Regions from separate parts of the Anas platyrhynchos genome. Here region 1 is linked to region 2. The links are chromatin contacts, called in public Hi-C maps. All regions are on one chromosome and are shown on one strand. The core of a region is the stretch at or near the end of the contact, and the rest is flanking DNA. Distances in the headings are between cores, read along the strand shown.

Evidence for each region. Hi-C and Micro-C count contacts between places; a contact is called where the count stands out from the background.
Region 1: a Hi-C map of liver shows a contact between it and region 2, with 2.3 times the contacts expected there. The contact joins the enhancer-like site here to the promoter of PPA2 in region 2. A contact is called at or near these places in 2 of 8 Hi-C or Micro-C datasets (liver and skeletal muscle).

The regions. Positions count from the first base shown.
Region 1 is chr4:9,252,650-9,258,622 of IASCAAS_PekinDuck_T2T, forward strand. All of the region lies in intron 1 of TET2 (tet methylcytosine dioxygenase 2), which reads right to left. Among named protein-coding and RNA genes, the nearest start is that of TET2, 12 kb to the right of the region's middle. Within about 2 kb of position 3,317, at least 4 of the 8 cell types and tissues checked have an H3K27ac peak or open chromatin away from gene starts, as enhancers often do.
Region 2 is chr4:9,132,177-9,138,281 of IASCAAS_PekinDuck_T2T, forward strand. It overlaps PPA2 (inorganic pyrophosphatase 2), which reads left to right and starts at 2,787. Exons shown (of 12, transcript XM_072036944.1): 1 at 2,787-3,074; 2 at 4,756-4,820. The coding sequence starts at 2,930.

The DNA.
Region 1 (5,973 bases), core at 2,067-4,566, 120 kb after region 2:
TGAGATACTCATCTAAACTGACACAATGGTGGTTATTCACCCCGTAGCATGCAATGGTAAATTTTACAGTATTTTCTTCCATCCTGTCTCCAACTTAAAAGCCTGGAGTTAAATAATCCTTATCATAAGCAGCATTTCTTTCATTACATTTTGTTCCCTGAAAGAGTCTGCTCTTATAATGTAAGAAGGCGTCATTAATGGCCATAATGAGAAGATTCTGAGTCAAAGATGTGCTAGACGCATCATTTGGGTATCTGTAGAGATCTTCCCCTGGTTAAGCTAAATGTTCTGGTAAAGCCCGCAGACATCATAAATACTAATAAACTAGGCCTGGTAAGCCTCCATACTTTCTGATTCAGAACATTTTCCAAAAGTGCTTCGGGACTACTGGAGGATGACTCCAGAAGCTGTACTGTGATGCACCCAGCCAAAAAGCCACACAAACTCAGAGAAGATGAGATGAAGACTGCTGGTTCTCCTTTCTCTGAGGCTCCCCGTACCTGTACAGATTCACTGTAAGGTGGATTTGCTTTCCGCAGGCAGAAGAAAGCCCACAAAGAACACTCGAAATAAGACCGTAGCAGTGACCCATTTTCTGTCCTTCCATTCTTATTCCTAGGTCTATTACACACTGTAATGAACACCATAATGAGCAGCGAAGAGACATCAATAACTGACGGAAGCACATTTGCTCACATGCTAAAAGCAACATTAAAACTGAGCTAGGAATTGGGACAAAACCAGCGTGGGGCTGAGCTGCAGAGCTCTTCACCTTCTCTGGCTGGAGCTATCTGGCCACATGAAGGCAGCTGGTGACCAGCTCTGGCCTCCCTGCCTCATGTAGTTTAAATAATAAAAGATACCTACAGCAGCTTTGGTGACTTAATGCAGAGCTGCCATGGATACGGATGGAAAAGGTGAAGCCTCTGGACTAGCTCTGTGCTTGCAGGAGTTGCCTTCAGGAATGGGACAGAAGCACGTTGGGAAAGAGGCAGGGAGAAGCTCGTAGCGTGTCTTTCCTAAGGGCTTTGCCATTGGGATATTTACAAACACGGCGATGTATCATAGTAACTGGTATAAAATAGAAGTATGATCTTTCTGCTATCTCGTCTCCCTCGGAAAGGTCAGCCTTGCTGTCTGGGAGGAAAAAAACAAAACCAACCCTTCGCCACTTAGCAGGCTTCTGCAAAGCTGGGAGTAAGTAAATTGTTTGATTTCAAACGTAAAAATTGGAAGTGATTTATTAACGAGCACGGGTTATTTTTTGCTAGTTTAGCAGCTTTTTCAAGAAGGCTGTGTTTATCTTTGGCAGCCAGTCACGGTTGTGTAGCCTGTCTTCCTCCACATACATGCTTTTCTGAGAAAACTTCAAGAAGCCTAGAGGCTGTCAACAACCCATCGTCAGACCACGTACTTCCATTTTACAATAAACTGCTAACTTCTAGGAAGGAAACTGTTTTAGGGTAATTTCAAGTACAATACAAGCTTCCTTGAAGAACTTCAAGCATAAGGAAGAGACAAATCGAGTTTTCTAATAAGCATCTAGTGCGTCCACAAGCAATTAAAAAAATACATATGGAGAAGAAGTGTGGAGATCTGACACTGAGTGTAAGGCCTGGTTTGCTAGAGGGACATTTTTTTTCTTGAGGCCCATGCCAAAAAGTAGAGTGGTATTCATATTCTGCAGAGAAAGGTGTGTCACTTGAAACTGCTAAGCCATCTTTCTCCTAACCCGATGGTCACTGTCCAGCAGCGAGGCGTTCATTAGCGCCTGAGTGCAAGTGTTAATGAAGGAATAAAAAGGGAACTGCCGCTCAGGAAGCACACAATCACGCACTGTTCTTTTATTTTGGCCAAAGTAAGCCAGCTTTGCACTTCCTTACCACTTTGAAAATGTTATGTACTTTGAGTCAGTTCAGCAGAGAAACAAACCTGCGGTGCCGGAGAACACAGTCACCTTTATCCCCCAGCTGCTGAATCACTCGCCCGCTCCTGCTAGCTAATAGGAGCTATTTTTAGCTTACGCTGGAAAATTCTCTCGTGGTGGCAATGATATTTCAAACGAGTTTGGAAGCAAAATCACCTTCCCCAGCGCCTCGCTGTGCGCTCGGAGCCTGCGCTCTGCTCGCCCGCCGCGCCGCCAGCGATCTGGGTCAGCCTCGCGCAGGGGATGCGGCATTTGCTGGCTCTTTCATCACCCGCCCGTACGTCCCTACTATGAGTTCTGGGGTCATGTTTGTAAACACTGCGGCCATGTGCGCGCGAGCACGTGGCGAGGCATCAAACCCAGCGCCAGGCGGGGAGGTAAAACCTTGGCGCTGGGATCAATGTCGCTCCGCCGGCCAGCGCCAGCTCTGCGGCCGGTGCATCGCATTCCCCTGGTAGCCGCGTGAAGCGCGCCGGCAGCGTTGCCCGAAGGGAGAAATGGGAAAGCTTTTTCCTGCGCGTGGCACACGTGGGCGCGTCCTGGTGTCGAGGCAGGTTCCTTCTCGCCGCCCTAAGCAAATGGCAGCGCTCCGAAAGGTTCGCGAGGGAAACAAAACGCACTTCTGCCCGCGGTCAGCGAAACCGGAGCCAGCGTGGTCCCTCAACACAATGCCAAACCGTGGCTGTTAGGAGAAAGAATTGTATAAGGGCGTGTTGCCAGCCTTTCCAGAATGACTTCAAAGGCAGATAAGCGAGACATCGTGTCTGTAATAGCTTTTTGCTGGCTTTGCACTGATGAAATTAAGACCATGTTGCAGGCATTTGAGGAAGTAGCTCCTAAGTTATTCCTGTTTATCGGCAGAAGTTGCGTGAAGCTCGAGATGGCCAGTACAAACAAAAGTCACAAGCTTCTCGTTTCCTCTTACAGAGGAGCCAGCAGATACAGCCACCCGAAGGCTTAGGGAGAGTTTCATCTCACCCTGGCCACGCGCTTCACGTGCTTGGAGACAAAGTATGCAGGAGGGGGAACAGCCTGCGCTCGCCTGCTCTCCCTCTCTCCCTCTCTCCCTCCCTCCCTCTCCTGCCATTCTGTTTCAAGCGCAGCTGTAAGTCTGGTTTGCTTTGACCTTTGCTGGGAGAGCTGAGAATAGGACAAAGAGTTAAAGTGTTACCAGGCCCTGCTGAGTTTGCACTTCTCAGGCCCCGCGAGCCAGAGGCGGCTGCGAGAGGGTGTGCACGGCGCGCTGCGGAGGGCGAGCGGGAGGGAGGGTAAAACAAAAGGAGAAGAATAAACAGTGCACACCCCGAAACACAACAGGGAGACATGTACAGAAAAGTGCCTGTCTTTGAAGAGCACGGGCTTCTCTGTTTGTTTCTCTTGGGGTAGTTGTATCTTGTTATCTGAACTCAAGGTACGGTAGATAGAGGAGTCCTTGAACTCCGAACTCGTGAGGAGAGCAGCGAAAAGTAAGTCAATACAATTTTAGCTGAGTGCCTGGAAATAAGCACGCTTTGTCTTTTCGTGCCCCAGCTCTGGGAGGCCATTCCATACGGCAATGCACAGCTGTCCAAACCTCTTGCTTGCTGTATGCCAATGGCCTGCCAAAACAACGCAGAACCGAGGCGCTCCTCTCCCGGTGATAACGCAACCGTGGCTGCTCCGAGCGTCTTGCGTTTCGCTGAGACTCGTCTCTTAAATCTGGAGAAAAAGGGGTCCCTGCTTTGTCAGTGGGAAATAGAAGAGGCGCCCATGCACTTGCACAGGCTTTGTGAAACCCTGCCCGACTGCAAGCGTTACCCAGTTCCCTAGCAGCGTCTCTGGAAAGCAGAGGAGTCCCCTCCTCGCTGTTGCGTGTCTGTCTAGCTAGCGCTCTCCAGCGCTGCTACTCTATCGAGCAATAAAGTTTCTATTTTTGACTCACCGTGGACGACCTCGCTCTAAACCCCGGGCTGAATATCGCTTAAAAGCCAAACGAGCAAACCCCAGCGTGCTCGCGGGCTCCGGCAGCTCAGCCTTTCGCTGCGATCGCCGCCAGCAGCCACAGCCGTGGGTGACAACCGGGCTGGCGCACGCCGCGGCGAGGTCCTGCAGCGTGGCACCCTCTGGCCCGGCACGCAGCGCCCCGGGGAAGCCCGGGCCAGTGTTTGTAAACACCGCGGCCACGTGCGCGTCAGCCACGTGGGGACCCGGCCGCCGAACCTCCAGACTGCCAGGGGAGCGGTGGAAAGCAAAGCGGGGGGAGCCAGGAGGGAAGCCCCCACGCCTGCTCTCGTTGGGGTTTGCTATTGGGTCTATAAACGTGGCAGGGAAAGATCCATCTGTCCTTCACGGTCAACTGCCTCCAAGGGAATGCTGCCCGAGCTAAATTACCCATCGGATTTTGTTTCCGAATGCACTTCATCATGGATTGTATCACGAGTCTCTGAACCCGCTGGAGTTACTTGGGGTGGGCTCTCGGGTAAATGCTTTAAGCACCAAAGCAGGCGGCTCGAGCTACAGCCACCTGTGGCCTAGGAATCCCCGGCAAATCCCAAAGACACCAAAATTCACCACCTCTGATTGAGGTCTAGGAGACTGTTACACAGGAAGCTCCGAACGCTGCCTGCTTTGTGTCACCTGCACAGGTCTGTACATCCCGGCTCCAGCAGGGAGAAGTTTTGGCAGCAAATTAAAGGTTTTTTTCCTTTTTCTTCGAGCTCCGCTACCAAGTATGACATCAGCGCGAGGGTTCGTGAACCCTGACGAACCTTTAATTGATAAAACAGATCAAAACGGGAGGCGTGTGGTAGGTTTGGGCTGGCCTGCAGAACAGTTTGCAGACTGTGGGAAATCTTGCCTGAATGAATAGGAGGATCAAGGGTATTAAAGGTTAATGGGAATTATTGGAGTACCTCCTTACTGGGATGGCATTGCACAACTCTGCCCTGCTCACTGCAATTAACCGACATAACGCACTGCTTTTAATTATAATTAGCTCGTTGTGAGATTCTGCGTGTTTGTTTGGAGGTGCGTGGAGACATCTGCAGCACCAGTAAGATCGAGATAATGCCCTTCCTTCCCTGCACCTTTTCTCACTGAGAGCTGAGGGTTTCAGCAGTGCCGTAGTCCAAGCAGTACACAAAAGCAGTCCTCTTCCCTGAGGAGACAAACAACAGAATTTGAGCACAGTTTAATTTGCTGGCTTGTTTTGGGTGGGCACTGCTGCTTTAAAGGTCCTGAGACTCCTCCAGAAGGGGAAGGAGACAAAAAAAAACAAAAAAACAAAAAAAAAAGTAAGCTAAAGCAAAAAACCCCGATGTGCTGTCAATTAACAGAAAATGTTACTGAAAAACAGCTTCTGAAAAAAGTGAAAAGCTACTCCTTTCTGATTCTAGTTTCTGTTTCTTAAAATTGATACTTCTGTTATCTTAGTAAGCAGAGAAAACTATCTGTAAACTTCTGAATGAGCAGGAAGGAGGGTATCATGGGTAACGCACTGGGGCATAAGAGATATGGCTTCAGTTCCCAGCTACACCACAGCTTTCCTGTATGTCTTTTAGTTTAGTTTTGTTTGCATTTTTTTTTTAAGGTACTGAAATGAATGGCTCCAGCAAAGTTTGCACCACATTTTGTGATCTGTGTGCGCTTTGGCTCTCGGTTGTTGCTTATTAATTTTCTACCCTTTCTCTCACTCCCCGCGTGTTTTGCCTGCTCATTAATAGGAGCACCCTAGGGAAAAGGCTGCAGCAGTGCTGGTTGGGAACTCCTCCGAACTCACACAGAGCAGGTAGCAGGAGCAGCTTTGCTTTATTTACTGCAAATATTTAGTTTTTTGGAAGGCAGCTGTCTGCCTCTGCTTTGCGTTATAAGCAAGAGGCACTAACACTCTGGCCCTTGTGCGCTGCCAGGCTTCTTTTTTTTTCCTTTAACTGTCTCCTTTGCCGCGTTAAATAGCAAAATGGAACAGAAATGGCTCGTGTTTGTACAGCCCCAAGCACAGTGGGATTCTGTTTCATGGCTGGGATACGAGGTGCCTCCTAACGCGCAATAATTAATTTCACTCGATC
Region 2 (6,105 bases), core at 1,537-4,036:
TAAAGTAAGGGTGTCCTTCAGGCTTAGGTGATTATACTGCTGCTGAGTCTTTGCCATACTCCACTGGTATTCTGGTGGAATGAGATTCACCCCTGTGCAGAGGGCAAGCATAAAACCTAAGTACCATGTAAGCCCTACTTAAGTCTGATGGACCTGATTCTAATTCCATTGAAATAAATAGCAATATTTTCATCATCTTTCAGTGGAAGCTGTTTCAAGGTCAATAAATGGGATCGGCCCTATATACACCTTTTGCTGGCCCAATTGGAACGATACTTGAAGTATTTGGACATAAAATGTTTGGAAATAAAAAGAAGTGAAAAACGACCTTGGTAGTAAAAACCATAGTAATTTAAGAGAATTTGAGTCATGTAGATACCAGAACCAAAACATGTATTTGTTCAATAGATTTAAGAGTATGAAGTGAATTTGTTTTAACAAGGAAGCTGCGATATCACTTAAATCTGACTTCAGGAGTACTGCATGTACTTCTGCCATGTTCTGTGTACCATCATGCATAATACTGAGAAACACAGTTAAATCTGTTCAGGGCTTTATTGTTATTATTTCTGTAGGGAAATTTAATTAAGAGAATTTTAGAGTACTAAAACATCAAGTTCTCTGCTTTCACAACGTTAACAGGGTTGGTACATGTTTTTCCACCATATCATCCACCCTTGCTAGGTAACAGGATGACATCTGTTTATGCACCTAGAAAGCGCTTGCACTGGAGCTCATTTATATTTCATAAATTCCAAGTGTTTCACAGATGATTTCCCACTACAGATGAGAAAGCTTTAGATAAGACCACACTAGGCAAAGGAGAACTCTGCACTCAGACTTTGGGCATCTTACAGTGACTCTTGACCACAACTGCATATTTCACTTCCTAACTTGTACGAGTAAATAAATATATGTTGGGTTTCTCCTAGAATAACACTACAACCAACTGCCAACTTTGTAAGAATAAAAATACTGCGAATACTCCATGTGCACTCAGTAAATGATTTTCAAAAGCTCTGAACTTCCATAAATGAAACCCACATTCCTCAGACTCAAGCAGAGGTGGAAGGCTAGGCCCACTTGTTTTTATCCTTGCATGTTTCAGCAGCAGGCCAACTCAAAGAAAATGCTGAATAGGGTTTTTAAAATAGAGAAAGTTTCTCTCTCTCTCTCTCTACTTTTTTCTTTTTTTTTTTTTTTCTTTTTCCCACGTGAAAAACTGATGATTTGCCCTCTTACAAACCCAAAACATTAAGAACTTCAAACGGACACATGAAGAATTTCAACCCCCAAGTGTCCCATTCAGGAAAACCTTGCATTTGGTGAACTCAGGGATGAAAGATGCCAACACCTCTGGCAAAACACCAACTATTTAGCAGCTTCTGTGGAGGTGGATAATTGGCCTGCCATTCTGTTCTCCTGGAGATAAGCCTGTTGTGACAAATTTAGCAAACAATGGCTCAGAAAAAGAGAAGGAAGGAGACCATAACTTTTTATCCAGCACCCTTACAGTAGGGAAAAACCCACCCACTAGCAAACAACTCTGAGGTCTGGAGTAGCTACTAACAGGTTTAAGGAGTACAGGCAGGAGCAGTGATGGAAGCTGTCGGGGAAGTCTCCCGCTCCATTGTAAAATAAAGCTGGATCCTTAGGACGCAGGCACAACAATCCTGATGCTTGTAAAACCTTACCTACCCAACAGTAAAGGGGACAAAGAAAGAGCAAAAGAAGTTATATACCTTTTTAATTGGATGGAAGAGATTGTCTGAGCCTTAATGCTGCAAATGAAAAATTCCCAATACAGTTTTAAATACCATATAAAATAATCAGGGGAACATGTAGTTATCCTACACAAATCTTCCACAATAATTCAAATCGGAGTTAAAATTCAAAATTAGTATCAATCGCCAAAGACATTGGTTTGGGATGTATGAGCGACAACAGTAACAAAAATTGGCCTGCCTCAGTTTCTCCATCAGTAAAACGAATGCAGTGATTTCTGCCCCTTTTGGGTGATTTTTGAAAAATCCATGAAGAGAAGCAATGCTCCAAGAACCCATATTGGTAGGCGAAACTCATATGAAACCCTCCTCAAGGATCGACAGAAAGAGACTGGTGTCCAAAGCCACCAGTATTGCAGGAATTGGACTGTGCATAGGGGGACAAGCTTCAGAACCACTACAACCTGAATACAGACGAGAATCTAGTTTGTGTGTTTATGAGGTTCAATATAAAAACATTATCTACTTGTGGGAGCTCATCTGTGGACGGCCCGGTGAGAGCTGTTTGTGCTGAGAAGAAAGGTTGGATTTTAAGTTGGATATTAGGAAGAGCTTCTTTACTGAGAGGGTTGTGAGGCACTGGAATGGGCTGCCCAGGGAAGTGGTGGAGTCACCATCCCTGGAGGTCTTTAAAAGACGTTTAGATGTTGAACTTAGGGATATGGTTTAGTGGAGGACTTGTTAGTATTAGGTCAGAGGTTGGACTCGATGATCTTGACGTCTCTTCCACCCTAAATAATTCTGTGATTCTGTGAAATGAACGCTTTTTCCCCAAAGGAGCAGCCCCACAGCGAAACGGGACAAACTCCCAAGGTAAAACCCAAGGTAAACGGGGGGGGCAAGCGTCTGGACTCGGCAACCCCCCTTGGGGACAAGCCGCCTCCGCCCGCCTTCACCACAGGGCTGGTGCGGGGCCGCGCCGCCATTTTGGGGCTCGGGGCCATGGCTCCCCTCAGGCGGCGGTGCGGCTGGGGGCGGCTCCCCCTGCTCGCCCGCAGCTCTCCCTGCTCGCCGGCGGGGCAGGAGGGCACCGCTCCCGGCCCCGGAGGCTCCCTGCCCCGCCGTGCCAGGGCTTCCAGGCGGGGCAAGGGGGCAGGCGCGGCCCCGGCGGCCGCAGGAAGGGGAGGGAGGCGGCCGCCGCCATCATGTGTGCGCTGCCGGGGCTGGGGCGGCTGCTGCGGGCGGCGCGGGGGTGGGGGCGGCCGCCGCGCCGCTGCCTCAGCGCCATGGCCCGCTACGGCACGGAGCCGCGGGGGCGGCCCAACTCTCCCGATTACCGCCTCTACTTTAGTAAGTAGCAGCGCCCCGGGGCTCCGTAAAACCCCCTCTCCTTCCTTCCTTCCTTCCTAGCCCGCCAAGGGAGGGGGGCGCGGTGGGGGAGAGGCGGCGGCGGTTCCCCGCAGAGACCCCTCAGGCTGGAGGAGGCATCGCCCCTCAGCCGCCCCGTGCGTGAGGGGGGAGATTTTGTGTGGAAAAGAAGGGCTTTTCTCGTCATGGTTTCCTTCTAGAGGGGCTGCTGGGCCTTGAGGGCCGCGCAGAAGGTGGAGAGGTGCTGGGGGTGCCTGTGGCAGCCTGGCTGGCGGGGGCCATGGCAGCCTCAGCTCAGCAAGCAGCGTGGTAGCATTCCCTGCACCCTGTGACGAAGCCAGTCCTCTCTCAGAAATGTCAAAAAACAAAAACAAAACCAAAAAAAATTCAGGGCTCGAGCCCTGAGGGACTTCCTAGGCCAGCAGCAGTGAGGGGCTCTGGGAGAGCACCCCCAGGGGGCTGCTCAAAGCCCAGGGAAATCTGGTGGCGTGCAGCCTCAGCATTACGCATTTGGGTCATAAAGCTGGCTGTTGGAAGGCCCCTGGTTTCGCAAGCACCCTCTCGGTACATCTTTGGGCCATTAGCTTCTCGGGAGTTACATCTGACGTCCGCTGGCGTCATGCACCCTGCCTGTGCTGCCCCGCTGGCGTGCGAGGCACAGAGCTTTCGTGTGCTGCAAAAAGTCACGTTCCTCAGTAAAAGCAAGCAGCCCACCACTAAACTTTGTTTTATTTAGGAGGAATGTCTGGGAGGCTTCCAAGGGCTGTGAGAAGCACCCTCACGTGTTCCTCCGTGTTGAGGTGGTCCAAGGCTAAAAGAAGTCCTTTGTTTTTCCATTTACTGTGACAAGGGGTGCTAACAAGGGGGAACTCCTTGAGATTAGTGTTAGTACTTTGTATTGCTGCTGCTGTTTCTGTTTATGCATCGATTTGTTGCCATACTTCGGTGTTTGTTACATTGAAAAGTTTCTGAGTAATTTGAAATGTTTAAGCGTGCGTTTTGTTCCTCCCTACAGTGAAAACAAGGCTAAGGTGCAGACCAGATCCCCATTAAGCACTAAGTTATCGTCAGCTTTTTCATTTTTTTAAGGTATCGTTTCATTTCTAGGGCCTGTGCAATTATCCTATCCGTCACGTATTCTCTTGGTCAGACTTGGGCCTAATATGTTGGACAATTGTCTCTTTGTGAAATTTAGCTTAATAGAAACGTAGTGAAGTTACTGGGACTGCACTGCCAGGAAGCCCAGGTAAATTCACTGATTGCTTATGGAACTCCACGCCTTTTTTTTTTTTTTAAATCTTTTTTTTTTTTTTTTCCACCTGTTAATGGTTCTGTATTGCCAGGGAGGAGGAGAAAAGAGAATGAAAGGATCTTCTCAACTTTTACATAGTTGTATTGCCAGGTAGGAAGGACAGAAAAGTATGGCATTGTATACAGAAGCAATAATTCTCATTCTAATGAGTCATTGTCAAGCAGTCAAATACATTGTCCTGCACAGAGCTTATTTTTTGGTCTTTGGAACTACAATTCAGAAAAAAAGAAGTTTAATTGATGTATTGTGTCACTCCTTATCCTTGTATAATGCATAACAGTTCTTAGCGATGCAGGTGTCTTATGGCATGCATTTAGATTTGTAATGCTACTTTTTCGTTGTGTTTTTCAGAGAATGGAGATGGTAAATACATTTCCCCATTTCATGACATTCCACTTTTTGCTGCAGCTAAAGAGGTTTGTATATTTGTATATTTGCCTTGCGACAAAATTCACTTCTGAAATGATAACTGCTTTGTTGGTACTCGCTAGGTAAAAACGCGCTTTTAAAAAGAATTTTTAGAGCATTTGAGACAACAAAATCTGTAGCATCAGAAGGGACCATTTTAATCCAGGCTGATTTCCTGTGTAACACAAGCAATATAACTCCAGCCAATTTTCTCAGCTGAATTCAGTAACTTGTAGTAAAATGTAGTGATAATAATGAGGGTGTGAATGACTCTAGGTGTCTTTTTAAGACTCCAGGTTATTGAGGGTGGGGTAAACCGTCATGGTATTTTGTGATAATTCTTCTCTATGGTTAAGGCTTGTGTTTGTGCTCTAGAACACTTTTTATTGTTACTTTTTTAAAATGGCATTTTTCTACAACCACAATTAAATCTATGCGTTTCCCCGCTGTAGGACATCTACAGCACATACTTTTGTGGCTTGTGGTGTATTTTTTTTTTTAATTCCCAAAAGGGGGAGCGTAATTGGAAGCCAACAACAATGCCCAAGAGAGAAGTGGTAATCGCACCTTTGGAGAATTACAAGGCGTGAGGTGCAGCTGAGCACTTTCACGTCTTGTTAGCCACACTCCCTGGAGTTTCATTATAGCAATAATGAAACGCCTGCTTTATATGTCACCAGTGGGAACTGCCAGTCTTTGGGTTAGACTTGGGTTTGCTTATTATGGTTTGCTCGTTACACAAACAGATTGGGAGGGTTTGGGCCCTTTCCTTCACTTGTTGCTGGGACGCTATGGGTGACATGACTGGTGTGAAAGGTCAGCAGCTGTACTGTGGTTAGATTTAGAGTTCTGAAGTAATGAACCAATCTCTTCAGTTATTTAAACTGAGAGCTTAAAAGTATGGATGAAACCTTTTTGAGCAGCCGATCTAAGCGTGGTAGTCGGTGGAAGATGTGAGCCTCGTTCGGAGTCATTACCAAGATGCTCTGATCAGTTGGTGCTGTTGATGGAAGAGTGGCGGGCGTTTTCACCCATGTGTTACGTGGTGGCTGACCCCACGCCCAGAGTTTAAGGTTTGGAGGGATGGATTATGGTCTGTGGCTTCTCTGTGGATTAAATTGCAGCACAGCGATGTCTGATGAAGGCATAGAGCCTTTGATTTTGGCTGTGTGAGCAAGGAAAGAGCTTTCTGTGGGACGTAAGGGGGGAGCCTGAATGGGAGTCATGAAGGTGTGTATAAATCTTGCTTTCTTTGCAGGAGGAGGAGGTAAGGCCTTGTGTGTTATATTCTTT